2 separate regions of the Mus musculus genome follow, and region 1 is linked to region 2. The links are chromatin contacts, called in public promoter capture Hi-C maps. All regions are on one chromosome and are shown on one strand. The core of a region is the stretch at or near the end of the contact, and the rest is flanking DNA. Distances in the headings are between cores, read along the strand shown.

The links. Promoter capture Hi-C pulls out the DNA fragments that hold promoters and counts their contacts.
Region 1: a contact with region 2 is called in a promoter capture Hi-C map of liver, with 4 times the contacts expected there. The contact joins the promoter of Supt4a here to the promoter of Tada2a in region 2. A contact is called at or near these places in 1 of 39 promoter capture datasets (liver) and 1 of 484 Hi-C or Micro-C datasets (muscle stem cells).

What each region holds. Positions count from the first base shown.
Region 1 is chr11:87,732,540-87,738,918 of GRCm38.p6, forward strand. It overlaps Supt4a (SPT4A, DSIF elongation factor subunit), which reads left to right and starts at 5,012. Exons shown (of 5, transcript NM_009296.2): 1 at 5,012-5,129; 2 at 5,628-5,734. The coding sequence starts at 5,061. It overlaps Rnf43 (ring finger protein 43), which reads left to right. Exons shown (of 10, transcript NM_172448.4): 10 at 1,617-3,000. The coding sequence ends at 1,660.
Region 2 is chr11:84,126,781-84,133,099 of GRCm38.p6, forward strand. Tada2a (transcriptional adaptor 2A) reads right to left here and starts at 2,788. Exons shown (of 16, transcript NM_172562.3): 1 at 2,757-2,788; 2 at 208-315. The coding sequence starts at 232. It also overlaps a transcript of Acaca not described here.

The sequences.
Region 1 (6,379 bases), core at 3,762-6,261, 3.6 Mb after region 2:
CTTGGGCTTTGGTAAAGGAACCATTAAGGTACCTGGCAGTGTTGGCACATGCATTTAATTCCAGCACTAGGGAGGCAGAGAAAGGCAGATCTATGAGTTCAAGGCCAGTCTAGTCTACTGAGTGAGTTCCAGAACAGCCAGGGCAGCACAGAAAAACCCTGTCTCAAAAACAAAACAACAACAATAACAACTAGTGAGAGAGAGAGAGAGAGAGAGAGAGAGCTAAGACTCCTCTTCCAAGCATTCTTGTTAATAAGGCCAGCCACGATTTCATGGGAACTCTAAATCCTCAGCTCTAAGCCAAAGCTTTGCACATTTGTCTACGTAAACCATCCGTCCTTTCCAAGACTCACTACCCCCCAGTCCCTCCCACCTTTGAGACACACTGATGGCACACCTCTTTACAGACAGGGCTTGAAAGCTTCTATCATTCATTCATTCATTCATTCATTCATTTCCTCCTCCTCCTGATTACATGCTAGCTATATGCCAGGTCCTAGGCAGGCTTCTGAGGATGTAGAGCTTGCCACACAGGAGACCCAGGTTCATGGGGAGACAGGCATGAAAACAGTGTGTAGAATCACTATGTGCACGGTCACGGACTGTGCTTGATGGTTCCCTTTGGACTCTGTCAAACTATGTCCAGTGCTGGCAGAATCAGACCACCTTTTGCTCTGAGGTCTGTGCCTCCCTCTTCCTTGATCCTGACACTCACTGTCTGCTGTGCCTCTGCCAGCTCTGTCAACTTCTCAGGGTCCGCTGCTGATGGCCCCTACCTATAGGGAGTACAGCCCGAAGGTCAAAGCAGGAGCCTCCCTCTGACAGAGTCCCAAAGTTGAGAGGCCTGCACACCTAGTGTTATGTCCCATAGAGTTGTGCAGCACAGGCCCCTCTGTCCCTCCACGCCACTGTCAGGGTCATCAGCCTTTCAGTAGTCTAGAGTCAGATGCTGTCTTATGCCCACAGGCAGGAGAAACCTAACCTGCTGTGGCCTTCAGTGCTCCAGCACCGTCTAGCTCCATCTAGCTCCCTGCCCTTCCTCTGCCCTCTGCTTTGAGTTGGGTGAACATGAATTATGGTTCCTGCTGCCCTGAATGTCCCACTGACTTCCCTGTCCCTACAAACCCAGTGCTCAACCATTTCTGTACAACTAACCCGCACATCCTCACTGTCAGAAAGTCTTTCCTCACTGCTGTGCAAGATCTGCGCTCCTCCCTCAATGTGTCTCTCAGGACCCTGGTTCTCTCCCACTGTCATAATATCCATGTGCACACATGCCTTCTCTGCTAGCCTATTCTTTTTGGATATTCTGTCCAGCAAGTGGTAGCGAGCCAAGTTCACAATGAATGTCTAATAAATATTTATCGGGCGAATGCATGAATAGTAAGTACTGATCACAGTGGTTTGCCGCGCGCGCGAGTACTTCTCTAGGTTTGTTTTTCTCTCCCGTTTCCCAGTGGGGCCCCTCTCAGTTTTCAACCTAATCACCTTCGCAGACCTATTTCCTGCATCTCCCTCTCTGTGGTCCCTTCCCTGCCACAGCCTCTACAGGTGGGAGAAGCAGGAGATTCGCTGGACCCTCGGTGACCTCTCTTCTCCCCTCTCTTCTCACACAGGCTCGGAAGAGGAGCTGGAGGAGCTGTGCGAGCAGGCTGTGTGACGTGAGCTGGTCAGATGAAGCTTCGATGGCGAGTGTGCTCCAGATGGCTCAGGGTTCGACCTGGCCCCGGGGTCCCGCTCCTGGGAGGAGCAGGACCACAGCAAGCATCTCCTTTCGCCATGCTTCCTGGGACCACTGGAAGGAGAGTGCTGATGGCGAGTGCAGGCGGGAGGTGCTATTTCCTGCCCCAGCTCCCAAGCTTGTCTGCAGAACACACCTACAGTGCAGAAAGTCTTGTGTCCAGCCAGCCAGCCAGCCAGCCAGTATCCAGTATGCATTTGTGGGGTAGACTCCTCAAGGCTGAGTTTTTGACAGGAAGCTATAAGTGAATATCTAGATGTAAAGGTGCTGCTCTTTCCTCAAGCCCCGCTGGGTCTCCCCCTGCTGGGTCTCCTCTGCCCCAGCTTCAAGCTCACACAAGCCAGTGGGTTCACTGAAGGCGAGATCACGTCTCACCTCCTTTCAAGGCTTCACTGGGGGCAACTTCAGCTATATCATTTCCTGTCTTCTACAAAAGAAGAAGGAGTTTAGGTGAGCCCCAGTCCCAAGAGAGGTCTCTCTGTACCTTCTCCCTGGCTGGTGCTCAGGGAGGAGCGGTTCTTCCTTCCTGTTCTTACACCAATCTTAGCCTGCAGGCTTGGGGAGCCAAGGAATAGAGGTCTGTCCCAGAGGTGGGGACTGTTACAGACCTGCCTGGGATGAATCTTTTGATTATCAAACTCCTTGTCACTCGGGTAACTCCAGTTCCTCTGAGGTAGAGACCAGGAATGGAGGGGAATCAATACTCCAAGCTTTCCTCCCTCCAAGTCCAAGGCAGGCAGAAAGGAAGTCTACTAAACTGCACCTGGGAAGAGGGGGAATGGGATGAAGGCAGAGGAGGCACAACTACAGGAGTCCTCTCTGAGAGGTTCTTGGAGCAGAGATGGAGAATGGCGACATGTAACCTCGTGGGTCTGCAGGGCCCGGAGGCCCACCTTCCCAGTGTAAGCCATACAAAACCAGCAACCCAACTGAAGGTGTGCAAGTGGGAGTGGAGCAGAAAGTTGGCCCGGGCAGCTTGTACCACGTGGGTAAGGGCTGATGGTGCCTCCTGTGGCTTTGTCCCAGCATCCTGACCACTGTCAGCCCCTCAGGCAGTATCCTTGCCTGCAATGTGAAGGTGGGGGCAAAATGGACATGGGATCCTCCTTGGGAACCTTCTCTCCTCAGAGTCAATGGGGAGACTGGCATCCAGGCACCCACATGGGTATTTATATCTGAACCAGACAGAAAGATGCTTGAATCAGGCACTATGTTGAAAAAATGTATTTATTTGCTAATATATTTATCCATAAATATGATCTGGCTTTGTGGTTTTGTTTCATTATGATTTTTTCACTCAGGATAACAATTCCATCTTCTCTATTTCCTTTTGTTGGATTTTTGAGGCCCAGCCTGACTCCCAGTTCACTGCACAGCTAAGATATAACCTCAGACTGGTCCTCTCCCCCCTCCCAATTACTGGGATCATAGGCATTTACCATTATTCCCTCTGGTTTCGGATGCTATTGGTGATATCAAAGCTGGTCAGATAGGGTAGGTTTAAAGCCCCAGAAAGGTCAGAGAGAGCAGCGTGCCTGGTACTCGTCATGATTCAGTCATTTATCTGTGCTGGGCTGCTGGTGACTCTGGTGCTTCACTGACTGACTTTGTGACCTTACAATATTGTAAGCAAATACTGAACCTTGGAATGTGTGCATACACGTGCATGCACTCACAGGAGTGTGAGGGCAGCCTAATCGATACAGCAAGTGCCAGGACAGCCCGAGCTACAGAATAAAGACTTTCAAAACAAACAAACAAACAAACATACAAACAACAAGGGCCTCTCACTTGAACTTGCCTGGAGTCCCTGGGATCTGCCTATCTCTGGCCCCCAGTGCTATGGTTAGAGTAGCAGACCATCAAATCCCACTTATATGTGGTGGGTCCTGAGCCAGCTCCTCAGCAGGATACCTGCCTTTTACCATAAATAAAATGATCCTCCTTCAGAGATGATAGAAGGCTTACATGAGATAGCACAGTGAAAATGTATTCCAAACTGAAAAGAGATTTCCCGGTGCTAGAAAGTATCTAAAACCCAGTCACTGAACCCCATGTGGATGCAGTTTGGGATAAAGCCTAGAATCAGTCTTGCTGTCCCTCAGTTTCAATGAGAAGGGCTGGAAGGACAGAACAGCGGGATTGCAACTATTTATATCCCAGCGCTCCAATTCAGATAAACACAAATGACCAGGCTTTTGCCTACATTCCAAGAGCCTTTGCTCTGTTCACACCGCACCAGACCTCGTATTTCTGTATGGTTTGCTCAGGATATTATCTCGGTGCCATTTAAGGAGACAAGGAGGAATTTTGTGTCCTACACAGTAAGCACATTGGCAGCTGGGGTGGGGTTAGAGTATGAGAAGTGAGATACCTAATCCACAGATGTTCCCATGGAATTATGTCTAAATGTGCCGAGAGTTTTACAAAGCGTAAATTATGAGCCAGGCGCGCAATCGAGAGGCTTTTAGGAGGAATTAAATACGCGTTTCCCTCTATCCAACACGCCTCCCCTTTCCCCGTCGGCACGGCTCAAGCTAGCATTCCTGGGGACCGCAAACGAAACCCTATCACGCTCTCCCAGTTACAAGAAGGGGTGGGGCCTCGTCGGGTTTTTGTCTCTGCAGGCGTCCAGAAAGGCAAGACTCATTGCCTCGAGCCTTAAAACAACCTAGCGCGAAGCGGCGGGCTTGTATTCTGAGCATTCCGGACACTGAGACGAGGGGCTTGTGTCAAAAAGTCAAATACCCGGGCGTGGTGGTGCGCGCCCATAATCCCAGAACTCCGAAAGTGAAGGCAGGAAGATCAGGAGTTCAAGATCACCGTCCCGTACTCAGAGGCCAACTTAGGAATTAGCATTGTCTCAATAAATGAGCAAACAAAATAAAACAAGCAGACAAAACAATCTAGGTTTTCCTCGGGAGTCTGAAGAGCACTCAGGCCAGAGCATTTTGGGCTCCATCAAAAGGCCCGCGTCGCGAGGCGCAGTCCCGCCAGTCGCCCCGCTCCACGCTTCCTGCGCATGCTCCAACCTCCCCCAGCTGCCCCGCCCCTACGGGCGCATCAGCTCCCAGCGCGCGCGCCGTCTTCCGCTCGCTCTCGCGAACCAGGTGACGGGCGCGCGCGCGGCCCAGGTGACCGGGCGGCCCCGCCCAGCGCTCCCGCGGGAGGAACCATCTTCTCCACGGGGAGGGAGGGGCGGGGCCTGCGATGGCCGGCACCGGAAGCGGAAGCTGCGTGCCCGACGCGTCTGGCATTCTGGGTAATGGTCTGTTTACTTCCTGCGGCTGGAGGAACCTGTGTTGTCGTATCGGTGAGGATGGCCCTGGAGACGGTACCAAAGGACCTGCGGCATCTGCGGGCTTGTTTGCTGTGCTCGTTAGTCAAGGTGTCCGTTGGGGCCTTGGTTGTAGGAGCGATCGGGGAGGCGAAACGGGAGAAAGAGGGTGAAATGGGGCCAGACACAGGAAAGGAAGGCTCTGAGATTCGGGGAGTGGGAAGCCCGAAAGCCTAAGGGAGCCGTTGTTTCCGTCCACGGAACGCGAGCCGGGTGGCTGTGCCTACTGGGGGCTGCGTTGCAGTTCTCGGCATAACTGAGCACAAGTTTGTCTCCCCGACAGACGTTCGGTGAACTTGCTGTGGTGGACTGGAAAGACACTAGGAGCCAGAGCAGCCGAGAGAGTAGCAGGAGAGGGTACCTGACCCCAAAGAGGCTAGAAAATATGTAAGCTGAATTAGGGACGCGAGCAAAAAGGTATGAGGGTGGAGTTTAGGAACAGTTTGGAGAGGAGAGGGTGTTGGGTTGTATAGAAAACGAAGAGGTTGGCTTTGTTGAAATATTAAGGCGTTGTTCATGCTCATACTTGCTTTTTTTTTTTCTTTCCAGACTATAGACCAGTTCGAATATGATGGGTGTGACAATTGCGATGCATACCTACAAATGAAGGGCAACAGAGAGATGGTTTATGACTGCACCAGCTCTTCATTTGATGGGTAAGCCCCTTTCACGCGCCTTTGTTTACTTCTGCACCCAGAAAGTTAATATGGGATAGATTTTTGAGGTCATAAGACTAGCTGGTCTCAGCAGTTCTGAGAGCTAGTCTATGTGTCCAGCCCAGTAGCTGTAAACTTTTGTAGTGTAAGACCCCCTTTCGGGGACCCCCGCTCTAGTCTCAGGAGTGTGAGAGCACCCAAAGAAACACGAGGACCCATCTTGCTGTAATTACATGAGGACGTTTAATTACGGAGCTCCGGACCGACATGTATCCCACACAGGAGATAACGGATGCCGGCCACGAGGCTCGAAAGCTTGGGGGTTTTATGGGGTAAGGGGCTTAGGGGTGTGGAATTGAGCATAGCGACACACTATTGGCTTATTCAAACATTAACAGAAAGATTACATGTACGTGCAGGGTGTCAGAGTTCTGTGAGTAGTTGACTCAGTTCAGATAGCCCTGTTATGTCCTCACATTCCCCTTTATCTTATGGTCAAGATGTTCCCAGGAATGTTTTAACTATGGGGCATACCCAGGTTTGTTTTTCTCTTTTCTCAGCCCCAGGCAGCCTCTAGGCTCACAAACAACCAGCAATTTCTGAGTACTTTATATGACTTACAGGTCTTGAAATTTCATCTTTCTT
Region 2 (6,319 bases), core at 1,538-4,037:
GTGACTGGTTCACTCAGCTTGGCTTTTTTCTAAAGTGATGAAGCTGTGCCACATTCAGTAGGCAAACAACAGACCGGTCTTGCCTGACTTTACTTTTATGTGCTATTCCTAATTCCTTCAGGCATTATCAAAGGCGCTGCTTCCCTGATCAACCTCTACTTTAGGTGGCTATTTATTGTCACTTGAGACTTGTCCCACTGTACTTACTGCTAAAGGAACCCAAACGGTCCATCCTCTAGCTGACTGATGGCTGCTTGATCTCCCTTGATGTAGAGTTTCAAGACTTCAGACGTTGCCAAACAATCCCACGATCCCCTAAGAACAAAGAGAAGATGCACACAGATCAGAAACCAGTCCAAGGTATATTTTGGCAACCCGACACGGCAACTGTGTGGTTGCCAACCACAACACTCAGACCCCCCCCCTCGCTCACAGAATGTGAAGTGCAGCCTCCTTACAGAACCTGGAACTTGCTGGTATGGTGGTATTCACCTTTAATCCTAGTACCCAGGAAGCAAAAGAAAATAGGTCTCTGGTTCAAGACCAGCCTGGTCTACATGAAGAGTTCGGAGCCAGCTACATAGTGAGATCCTGTCTCAAAAAATAAATTGGATTTTATTACTGGAAACTAAGGAATCCTACCCAACATATGCGGATCAGTAACTTACTCCTTCAGACAGGAGGACTTCAATGTCATCCCTGGCTATCTTGGACTGCTTGAAACTCATGGTGGTGCACACCTTTGATCCCAGCACTCAGGAACCACAGACAGCCTACTCTACAGAGTGAGCTCTAGGACAGGCAGGCAGGGCAACATAGAGAGACCCTGTCTTAGAGGGGAAAAAGGAAAGAAAACCCAAGCCAAAACAAAGCAAATACCAATTTGGACAAATAAATGTTAGTTTTATAAAAGGCTAATTCAGCCGGGCAGTGGTGGCACATGCCTTTAATCCCAGCACTTGGGAGGCAGAGGCAAGTGGATTTCTGAGTTCAAGGCCAGCCTGGTCTACAGAGCTAGGACCACACAGAGAAACCCTGTCTCGGGCTGGAGAGATGGTTCAGTGGTTAAGAGCACTGACTGTTCTTCCGAAGGTCCTGAGTTCAAATCCCAGCAACCACATGGTGGCTCACAACCACCCATAATGAGATCTGACGCCCTCTCCTGGTGCATCTGAAGACAGCTACAGTGTACTCACATATAATAAAATAAAATAAATAAATCTTAAAAAAAAAAGAAACCCTGTCTCAGGGGGTGGGGGACAAACAAACAAACAAAACAAAAGGCTAATTCACCTTCATTTCTCCTGAAATAGATTTTTCTTTTTTTTTTTCCTTAAGATTTATTTATTTATTATCTGTAAGTACACTGTAGCTGCCTTCAGACACTCCAGAAGAGGGCGCTTGCTACGGATGGTCGTGAGCCACCACGTGGTTGCTGGGAATTGAACTCAGGACCTTCTGAAGAGCAGTCAGTGGTCTTAACCTCTGAGCCATCTCTCCAGCCCCCCCCCCTTTTGTTTTTAAAGATTTATTTATTTTATTTATATGAGTACATTGTAGCTGTCCTTAGACCCACCAGAAGGCATCAGATCCCATTACAGATGGCTGTGAGCCACCGTGTGGTTGCTGGGATTTGAACTCGGAACCTCTGGAAGCGCAGCCAGTGCTCTTAACCGCTGAGCCATCTCTCCAACCAAAATAGGTTTTTCACGTTGACATTTTTAGCTTGGGGACTGACATACAAAGTATATGCAATGCTTAGATAAGAAGGCTGAGGGTCAAACTTTAGGCTATTTTGGGTAGGGGTGAGTTTTTACTCTATTTCCAAGAAAAATGATCTTTGAAGAACGTTGTGGCTCAGTAGTTCAGTTGTAGGGTGTTTTAGCAAGGATGCTTTATATTCACACTCCAGCATCCATTGAGCAAACAAACCCAGTACTCCAGAGGTACAGACAGTACGATCAGTTCATGGAAACTCTTGGCTACATTAAGTTCAAGGTTAGCCCAAGATACATGAGGCTGACTAAAAAAAAAAATTAATTAAAAAAAAAATTAACAAAGGCATATGTCAGGTACTAAATGTAATCTTAGTACGGGGACTATATCTTGGAATCCTAACAATCTCCTGACATAGGCTGTTTTCCCCAAGAAAATGAAGCGCTAAAGATTGGGGTATTTGCACAATGTTTTTACAGCCTGGTGAACAGCAGGGCTCTATCAAGACCTTTACAGTGGCAAAGATTCTACAGTACGTTCTGACAAACACTTCACATTGCAAAGCACAATGCTGCAGAAAGCAAAATCCTCCTTCCTCTCCTTCCTTAGAAGACCACGCAGTGACACTAACATCCTTGAGAGATGGGCTACATTTAAATTAATTACAAGAGGGATCAGGGAAGGCATGGAGGGGCAGGATCCCATGAGCACAGGGGAGCCGCGGGCTTGGCAGTTGTGCAGTTAACATCCTTAGAGCTGCACGGTCTTGGGCAGGTCACTGTAGCCGGGCCTCGACCGCAAAACAGTGCTAAACACTGGGGCGCGGAGACCCACGTGGGGGTTCGGCGGGTCAGGTGGGCCGGGGCCGTGCTCCACCGCCCAGCCGGGAATACGGAGCTGCGGCACCGCCAGCCGCCGGGGGGAGGGGCTCGGGACTCGCCCGGCCGCGCCAACCTCCCCCGCCGCGTGGCCCCGCCGCGCCAGCCGGCACCTCGTGACCCCGCGTGCCCTCGCTCCCGCCGCTCGGCCCCGCGCCTCACCTCGCCACGTCCCGCACCTCGGCGCCGAAGAGCCCGCCGCTGCGCGCGCTGTGCAGACTCTGCGTGCGCGCCGCGGCCTGCGTGCGCGGCCTCGACTCACGTGCGCGGTCCCGTGCCGCGAGCACGCCGAGGCGGTCCCGCCTCCTCCAGTCTGGCAGCGGGCGGGTCCCGGTGGCGCCGCCCCGGGATGGGGAGCGTGGTACCTGGCTGCTAGTCGGTGGGCTCTGAAGTCTGACCTGCTGTCACTTTCTCCGTCGCCACAAGCGGCCCGGTGGCATGTGCTAAGGCGGCTTCCGCTGTTTCAGTCTAGATTTTTTTCTTAACAGTCCCATTCCAATTCTTTTGCAAGCAAAGAAACTGAGGCTGCCCAGGCTCTGGACTGGAGGATGACGAGCCCCGGGCGCATCATGCCACTCATGGATTACCCGGACTGAATGACTTGAGGGGTGAAGAGGGTCCTTTTTATTCTGATGCTTCTGGGACGTCGAAATTGCCTTCTCTGGAAAGACCCATCCCCTGCCTGGGCTTCAGAGGCCCACATGGAAACGCAGTGATGATGTGGTGGTCCACTCTGATGTCACTCTTGAGGGCTAGGTATGTCCCAACATCTCTTATTACTAATAGTATAGATTCTTATAAGAGCTTCCATTTGTGGAGTCCTTCAATACTGCATGCCAGGCATTGTACAAAGCGGGTTACACATAAGGGTTCGTCTAAAACAACTTTCTGAGGGAGGCACTGTTACTGTCCTCATGGTCCAGCATTGAAATATATAACTTAGGATCACAGTGCTACCAAGTGTTGGGGAAGAGCTCTATTCCAACCCATGGCTTGATCTTAACTATTATGCTGTATATCTATTTAAAAATCTGTTTCATAGATTTGCCCAATTTCTGTTGGAATTCATTTATACGATATCTGCCCGTGTGGCATCTTGATTTGTTTTTTGGTACACAGGTAATATAAGTCTATTGTTAAAATAAAAATAAAATCTGCAGCTGGGTGCAATTAGTGGCTCACATCTGTGATCTCAACACTTGGAGAGTGCAGGACAATTGCTTTGAGATTGAGATCAATCTGGGCTACAGAGTAAGAGATCTGTCTCAAAAAAAAAAAGAGTAGTAAAGAAAAAACATTAAAAATTCACATGTGAAAGTCATCCCCACCACGTTAAATAAACAGTTGATGCTATAGAGTACTTCACATTTACTGACTCTCCAAATCCATTCATTTCACAAAAGCACAACGAACAGCCACTTCCCTGGGTGCTGAGAATTTGGTAGTGAGCGAAGTATATGCTCTTGCACATAAGGTTTGTGTATTTTATATATAAGCAATAAAATATAAGTATGTTGCATATTAATATATAAGTAACAAATATTTTTAAATGCCTCATAATGTGGTTTTATGGGAAATAAATCAGGATCCAGATATAACAGTGATAGATTTTCTTTTAGTCAGGATAGGGAAGAAAGGCTTCCTAGCAGACATAACACACAAGAGGAAATCCAATTATTGAATGAGAAACAGAAGCTTCCAGATTTCTAGAGAGAACCATAGATGAGACTCAGCAGGTACGGTGGCCCTGGTGCGTGGCTTTGATAGGCATGGAGAAGAAGAAGCAAGAAGGTCAGAGTGGCTGGAGCAGATCCAAGTAAAGAGATTTGATGGAAAACAGCCTGGACCCAGGTCCCACATCACTTGGTAAACTTTGGTTGGATTTTTTTATTTCACTGGGATATGATAGAATTCCATGAAGGGTAGACATCAATGTATTTAAGAAAAGAATAGTGGCTCATGCCTGTAATGCCAGCACACAGGAGGTCAGCCTACGCAAAAAATTCCAGTTCAGTCCGGTGCATGTGACCCTGACTCAAAAAATGGATAAATTAAAATGTCCAATGTCTGGAAAAACCAAAAAAATAAAAAATAAAATGTCCAAGAGGGATGAAATTTAAATGGATTAAAATGTATCCAAAGGGATCCAACAAAGTATGATGTCATAAGCGTGAAAATCACACAAATAATGAAACCCATTACGTTAACTTAAAAATTAGCGCAAAAACTAAAAATGTCAGGGTGTGGTGGGATGTCTCTGTCAGTGAAGTGTTTGAATTTAAACCTCGGTGCCCTAGTCAAGGTGGTGCGTGCCTGTAGCCCCAGCACTGGGACGGAGACCAGAGGATCCCTGGGGCATGTTGGTCAGCCAGTCTAGCTGAATCAATGAGCTTCAGGTTCCTTGAGAGAGAACTCTCTCAGAAAAATAGAATGAAGGGGTTGGGAGATGCCGCAGTCAATGGAGTACATGTCGACCTGAGTTCAGATCACTAGCACCACTATTCCACTCGGTACCAATCCCACACTGGGGAGAGGTGAGACAGGCACATACCTGGAGCTCATTGGCCAGCCAGCCTAGCCAAAGCAATGACGTCCAGGAGAAGCCCTGCCTCAAAACACAAGGTGGAGAGCACGTGAGGAAGGCAGCCAACATCAACCTCTGCCCTCCATATGTAAAGGCATATATGGTTAACTATATACATATATGCATGCATGCGAGCACACACACACACACACACACACACACACACACACACACACACACACACCCAGTGAAAAGGAAGGATGACACTGTTAGAGGCAGTGCCTTCCTCGGTTTCTTCCCTTAGCAGTGTAGTGTTGGTAGCATGGCAGGACCATCGGAAGAGAAGGGTAGAGATCACAGACGACGGACTTTAGAAGCCAGGTTTTGTTTGGGAATCTGTGTTTTGCGTACTAACTGGAAATCACAATAGGACTCTGCTGCTCAGTGGAGAGCTCAGGGCTCAAATTGTGTAACGAGTATAATTGTTTCTTTGTGTTTTCCCCAGCTTGAGAACAGACCGCCCTTTCTCTTTGTAACCTCAGCACCCAGAAAGGTAGGACCAGCAGATACTGGTGAAATGAATAAAGACAAAGGTATGGCCACAGAGAGTGGAACACACCTTGAATCCTGGCACTCAGGAGTCAGTGGCAAGAGTCATTGTCGCAAGCTGAGGCCAGTTTGGTCTGTAGCACAGCTTGCAGGCCAGTCAAGGATTACATAGGGAGTTTCTGTCTCAAAACACAGAAACGAAAAAGGCAAAAGACATAGATAGAGTGACTGGTGGGGGAGTGGGTATGTGTGAGATGGAAAAAGAAGTCCTAGGGACTGGAGACATGGCTCAGTGTTTAAGAGCACTGGCTGTTCTTATAAGAGGACCTAGGTTCACCAGATGGTAGCTCACAACTACCTGCAACTCCAGTTTCGAGGGAACCAGTGCCTTCTGACCCCCATGGGCACCAGGCTTGCAAGTGATACACATACATGCAGGCAAAGCACTTATACACATCAAATAAATGGAAAAAAAACCTTTTTGTTGTTTTTGTTTTCTATAGTACTTACAAGAAGAATGACCATAATTCCTGAGTTAACCCAGCAGTTCCTGGTTTATTTCTGTCATTGTTTCCTAAGTATTAATATGGCCTTGATTCACTAAGCTGTGTCTCCCTTTGTACAATAAATCTATATATCATTCCTTGTACAA